2 separate regions of the Lactuca sativa genome follow, and region 2 is linked to region 1. A link is a contact called in public Hi-C data. All regions are on one chromosome and are shown on one strand. Each heading gives the region's core, a stretch centred on a gene start, on an enhancer-like site or on the middle of the called end of the contact. The rest is flanking DNA. Distances are from core to core; before and after follow the strand shown.

Region 1 (3,008 bases), core at 280-2,779:
CAGCAGACTGTTTGCTACTCCTTTCTTCCTCATAACTGGTATCCTCACGATGATACTTTTTCCTTCCCCTGAATCCACTGAATGAGTTACCTTTTGTCTCGACATTCTCTTCCTTGACAACCACTTTTGTAGGAGATTGTCTTGGATTTGAAGGTAAGTTGTATTTGTCTAAATCGATGAGTATGGGTTTACTAGGAGGGAGGAATTTGCTAGCTTCCTCCATCCCTCTATTGAACTGTAAGATAGATTCGTTATCAGTGAATATGTTTTCAATGATGTGTGTGTTTACCATTGAATTCAATGTGCTGAAACCATCATTGGTAACGCTAGTGGTAGAGCCAAACGAAGACAACAAAGGGTATTCAAGAGAATGTGTTTGTGGAAATGATGATGATTTGGCTTCAAGAGAATCACCACCAGGCCATTGAGAATCATTGGAGTTGCTACTGTTTGTACTGTAGTCACTTGCGCTACTGAATAAGTTCTCTTCGGGGATTTCAACGTTTGAAGGAGGGTATTTCTCAACAAGGGCTTCATAGAATGATTCCTCTGTTGCTTGTAGAGCTAACGGGTCATGAAACATGCTCTGTTTAGCCTCCATATCCTCTTCCACGAGAATCTGGTTTATGTACCTAACAACACAATCTGAAAAGTCATCGGGGGAGTCTACTTGTGTGGACATGCGTGAAGAGGAATCTGAAGTATAGGGGCCAGAATTTGGTTCCCTGTTAGGAGCTTCTAAAAAGCTGAGATCTAAAGGTTCTTCTCTGAATCGGTATCCATTAGCAAGGCCTGGCGACTGACCAAAGATAGGCAGGATACTCTCATCATCCAAAGAGAAACTATTGATGTAATCAGAGAACTCATCATGCCGCGGTTCCATAATCATCGATGCTTAGTTTCCGCTACTTCTGGATAAAATAAATAAAAAGTAATTAGACAAAGTTTATAACTACAATTTCTAGAAACAACAATATACCAGAAATAAGCATAGTTCATCTGAAAAACGGTACGAATTCAACAACGCAACTCATCGCATATATAAGACCGTATATAAAAAAGGACATAAAAACCCTAAAATCCAGCGATGGATCTAATTAGTAACGAATCAGTCAAAATTAGTAATAAGAAACAGAAGAATCAATACCTAATTAACGCGAACTAAGTGCAAAAATCACAGACCTAGATAGAAACAGTTGTTTGGATGAAGGGCTGATAATATGAGATCTGGAGAAACAAAGAAGAAAGAGTTTTCCCACGAAAGGGGTGTGAAATGGGGAGCAGTTGGTTGTGTACCTTTATAAACCGTGTCAACGAAGAATCAAGAATGCAGGTGAGTTTACTCGAACGTCGGCTACACCGGCTACAGCAGTCGATCGTGGTTGTGTTTGGTTGTAGTCGTGGCCTCGTGGGTTTTGTTGACTTGACCTCCTCTTTCTTAGTTGACGAGAAAAAACAAGTGATAACATTATTAAAAAAAAAATCGAGCCACTTTATCTTACCAAACAAACTTTTGACCATAAAATAAAAAAATAAAAAAAAAAAAAAGTGATTATGGTTAATTTATTAAAAAGTAGCATTTTTACTTTAAAAAAAAATTATAAATATAAACTCGGGATTTTATGACATTAAAATTAGCTAAACTAGACAAATCTGTTAAAGGTTCTTTAAATTATATGTAAGTTGTTAATGTATCTTTGGTTATTGGGATACTATTACTAACAAAAACAACCTGAGCAAGCTTGGTGAGTTGTTACCCAAATCGGCTTTTTAAATGATTTATTTAGAACGGCTGAATATTATAAAATTTGGAATACTTTAGCAAGTAAGAGCAAAACAAGCAATAAATTCCAACTAACACTGAATATATGCTTTCAATGAACTAAGCAAATGCTATTATAAAATATAAAGCTAAATTAAAAAATAAAGTTGGAGATGACATGAAGTTTATTTCATTCTTTGTGATAAAAAAAACAAACATTTACGATACATATTACTCACTATTTAGGCTAAACAATGTCATGACGTTTTTGTCGTCATCATTCCGACGTGGCATCTAGTGTCTGCGACAAACACCGACATTTTATTCTTTTTTTGTCGGCGGCAATATGTTAGCGCCATACTATTGTTGATTTCTCTATCTTCTTTTGCCGTTCAAATTCATTCTCTCACTCTCCTCATTCTACCATCTTTTGCCAATATTTGTCTTCCAACACCACACTTTAGCTTCTAGCAAAAATGACAAAAATGTCAACATTAATGAGGTGGAATTGTGGTCTCATCAGCACCATACCGTTCAGTCTTATATTTATAAAAGATGATGAAAGTAAATTATGTTATGACAGCTATACTCGTAAAATTCATAATAATGTTTGTTATAATGTTCACTAATGATGAATATAGATGAGAAAATATGTGGAATCTAATGGTCGTTCACTAAATAATATTTCATAACACTCCCCCTTGAATGACGATTGTATCATGTGTCGTTAAAACTTTTATAGGTAAAATCTCATGGGAAAAAACTCTTATTAATGAAAAAGGGTACATGATTAATAATAGACATTGGAAATAATTATTTCGTTAAAAACTTTGCTAAGAAAACCTTATGGAAAAAACTTAGCTAAGGAAAAAGTAATATGCTTCCAACTCCCCCTATAGACACATCACTTGATTTCCTTGAAGTGTTGCATACTAATATTTCACACTATCTTTACACATTTGGATGTAGGAAGTGTTTTAGTGAATAAATCACCCAAGTTGTTTCTTTGATGAATTTTCTAGATGTTGGTGTTGATGGGTTTTAGCTATAAGAACATCCTATGTGCTCATGCAAACCCTAATGCTTGGATTAGATTTCTCTATTGTACATGCAATGTATCCAAGACTTACAATCTTAGATCTAACATATTCTAAACTGAAATTAGGGTTTAGAGAATTACCTTTGATTGTTATGTAGCAATAACATGTTGGATTAATGTCTAAGTCCATAACTATAATTGGTAAGA
Region 2 (3,008 bases), core at 179-2,678, 140 kb after region 1:
CATGCTTTAATTCAGAGAATCTGATAATCTATGATATATGTAATGGTCCTAACTTTGATCTACTCCAAATTGGGAAACTTTTTCATGATCTTGGATACAAAAAAGGTAACGATTTATAATGGCCCATGTATAGATTTAAAGATTCTTGAAACCGAAAAGGTAACAATAACCTATTCTAATGAATGAATTCAAGATCCCTGAGATCAGATGAAAAGAATGATCGAAAGCACTTTTTTAACATATTAAAAAAGGATTCAAATATCTAAAATCAATCATATATGCATTAACAACTACATAAGTGAATGGATCAAATTAGTAAAACCAAAACACACCAATATTTCTGTAAGAATAACATTTCAATATTTCATATCCATAAAAGCTCTAAAACCCCACAGTATTTCTCAATTCGTGAAATTAGAATTCTAAGAGGAGTGTTGAAAAAAGAAACCGAAGTTAAAAATTGCAGAAACGAAAAGGGCATAAGGAAATTCAAAACCCTTACAAAACCCTGAAGAAGATAGAAGCATAGAGACATTTATACGAACACATAAACGACACTTACAATTGCATAAAAATCGTCTTAAACTCAAAATAATAAAAAAAGAATAAAAAAATGGAATAATTAAAAAAATCAATCAATCAAGAAACAAACACCATGATCAGTAAAGAAGAAGAATTTATCGATCGCGTCGTATAACCAGAAATTACTAACGAAAATAAACAAATTCTACACATAACACGTCAGATCGCACCAACCAGAATCAAAAATCGAGAATAATAAGAACACATTCACCGATTAAGATTGAGTTTAAGTCAAGAAATTCATCAAAGTTTAAGTTCTGTTTCAATAAACACCTTTAATACCCCCGGGATTTTGCCAATAATTCACCAAACATTTTCTTCAGATTCCGGACAACAAATTCTGGAAGATCGGAAAATTCCCAGAGAATTCAAACCGTAAAACCCAAATTCACAAACTTTTCATCGATCAAACAGAACCCATTAGAAAAAAGGAAGAATTTTTCCTCTTCCCTTTTCTTGATCAGTCTTCTCATCGCCACATAATGTTGTTTGAAACGCAATCTCTTCTTCCAAATTAAATCTCTTCTTTCAATTTCGCTCTCTCTCTCTCTCTCTCTCTCTCTCTCTCTCTCTCTCTCTCTCTCTCTCTCTCTCTCTCTCTCTCTCTCTCTCTCTCTCTCTCTACAAATCCTTGAAATATAACGATCGAAAGAACATGAACATGAACCAGAACAAAAACAAAAACAAAAACCCTCTGAAAACCACCCAACGATGGCCTTAAACCCCCCAGCTGTTTATACTCATTGACCCTTGTTACCGAATGGATCGGTAAAAGGCTCCAAGTGGTTACCGGCGAGAGCAGGTTACACACACACACCCCCTATAAGACCGGTTCTACGCAACAAGGTGACCCACACAAGCCTCCGACATACTGCCAGATGGTGCCACGTGGAGAGGAACAGAGAATCCTATGGTTGTGAGAGCATTAGTGAGATCGAGAAAAACGTTGGGTCACGAAGGGAGCAAGGGTGGTTTTGTAATTTACTGTCACGGTTATTTTCACTTTCAGACATCCATTTGAATTGAAATTTCTATTTTTAGACAAAAGCCTTACCACAATCCACTCTATGCCCAATTTTATTACCAAAAAAAGAAACTAATGTTGACCCATTTTGCTTAAATTTATGACCATATTATTCTATGGACATCATATTTTCAACTTTATTCTTAATAAAAAAATAAAAAATCCAGAGCTTTTAAGTTTTGTCATGTGTATAGTGATATCCGTTTACTTTTTCAAGTTAATTATTGTGATTGAGTGAAAGTTTGAAATGTATTATTATGAGGACAAATTAATATATATTTATGTTGATAAATAAAAATTACACCATATTTTCTTCTAAGGTTATACTCATCACTAATCACTATAGTGGTGGGTGTCAACTCATCACCATATTCAACTACTAAAATGTTTTGATATCTACCATTATATCTAGGGGTACCAAAAAAACCCGAACCCGACCCTAACCCGAATAAGGTAATTAGGGACGGGTTCAATAGGGTTAGAATTTCAAATCAGGTTATTCGGGTTAGCCCGACAAACCTTATTTGTAGTTAGGGTCGGGTTTATGGTTGATTTTTACAAAAAAAAAAATTGGGTTTCGGGTCAACCCGAATAATCCGGTTAGGAATTCACAACTTTTACATATTTCACTGCTTTCTATTTGAACAGTACAAAAAAACTACAAACCCTTTGAAAATGTAAATTTTTGTGACTCTAGAAACATACGAGGGTCAAGTAACTCTCATTTGTAAAGTTGAGTCAAAAAATATACAAAACCTCCACATCTCAAAAGTACTGGAGCGGATGAGAAAGTAAATATTTTATTTTGATAGTTATTTTTACTTTAAACTAACGATAAACATGAATAAACTACATGATATTGATCGTTAACTAGAGATTGAAAGCTCATTTATTCAATATTTATAATGGAAGAACTCTTTTTAGCTATTGTGGTATGCATGATTTCTCATATGTTGTAATAACCATGAGGTCCATGAACTTTTATTTTTAATTTATTTCAATTTGTATGCATTTTTTATGTTAAGAAAAGAGTAAAAAAAATGGTTTAAGTTTATATCAGATTGCACTGTTGAAAAAAACATATATATTATGTTTAAATTAAGTGTTTAGTGTATTAACCCGACTAACCCGGCTAACCCGACCCTATTTACCTGAAACTCGATTAACCCGCACCCGACCAACCCATATCTTAATAGGGTCAGGTGCCGAGTTAAATTATTTTTTGTGAAAACCCGACTCGTTTAACCCGAAACTCAATCCGGTTGACCCGATTAACAACCCTAATTATATCCCTCTTATTTTTTTATTATTAAAATAAAAAATACATATTTTTTAATTAATTAATATGTAGGGAGAGGTAGAGAGAGATAGAAAGAAATATAGAGAAAAAAAAACTCATTAG

Evidence for each region. Hi-C and Micro-C count contacts between places; a contact is called where the count stands out from the background.
Region 2: a contact with region 1 is called in a Hi-C map of leaf, with 3 times the contacts expected there. The contact joins the promoter of LOC111907280 here to the promoter of LOC111907281 in region 1. A contact is called at or near these places in 2 of 4 Hi-C or Micro-C datasets (both in leaf).

Annotation. Positions count from the first base shown.
Region 1 is chr5:341,881,772-341,884,779 of Lsat_Salinas_v11, forward strand. LOC111907281 (scarecrow-like protein 14) reads right to left here and starts at 1,530. Exons shown (of 3, transcript XM_023903066.3): 1 at 1,297-1,530; 2 at 1-908. The coding sequence starts at 889.
Region 2 is chr5:342,017,091-342,020,098 of Lsat_Salinas_v11, forward strand. It overlaps LOC111907280 (telomere repeat-binding protein 5), which reads right to left and starts at 1,429. Exons shown (of 10, transcript XM_023903059.3): 1 at 856-1,429.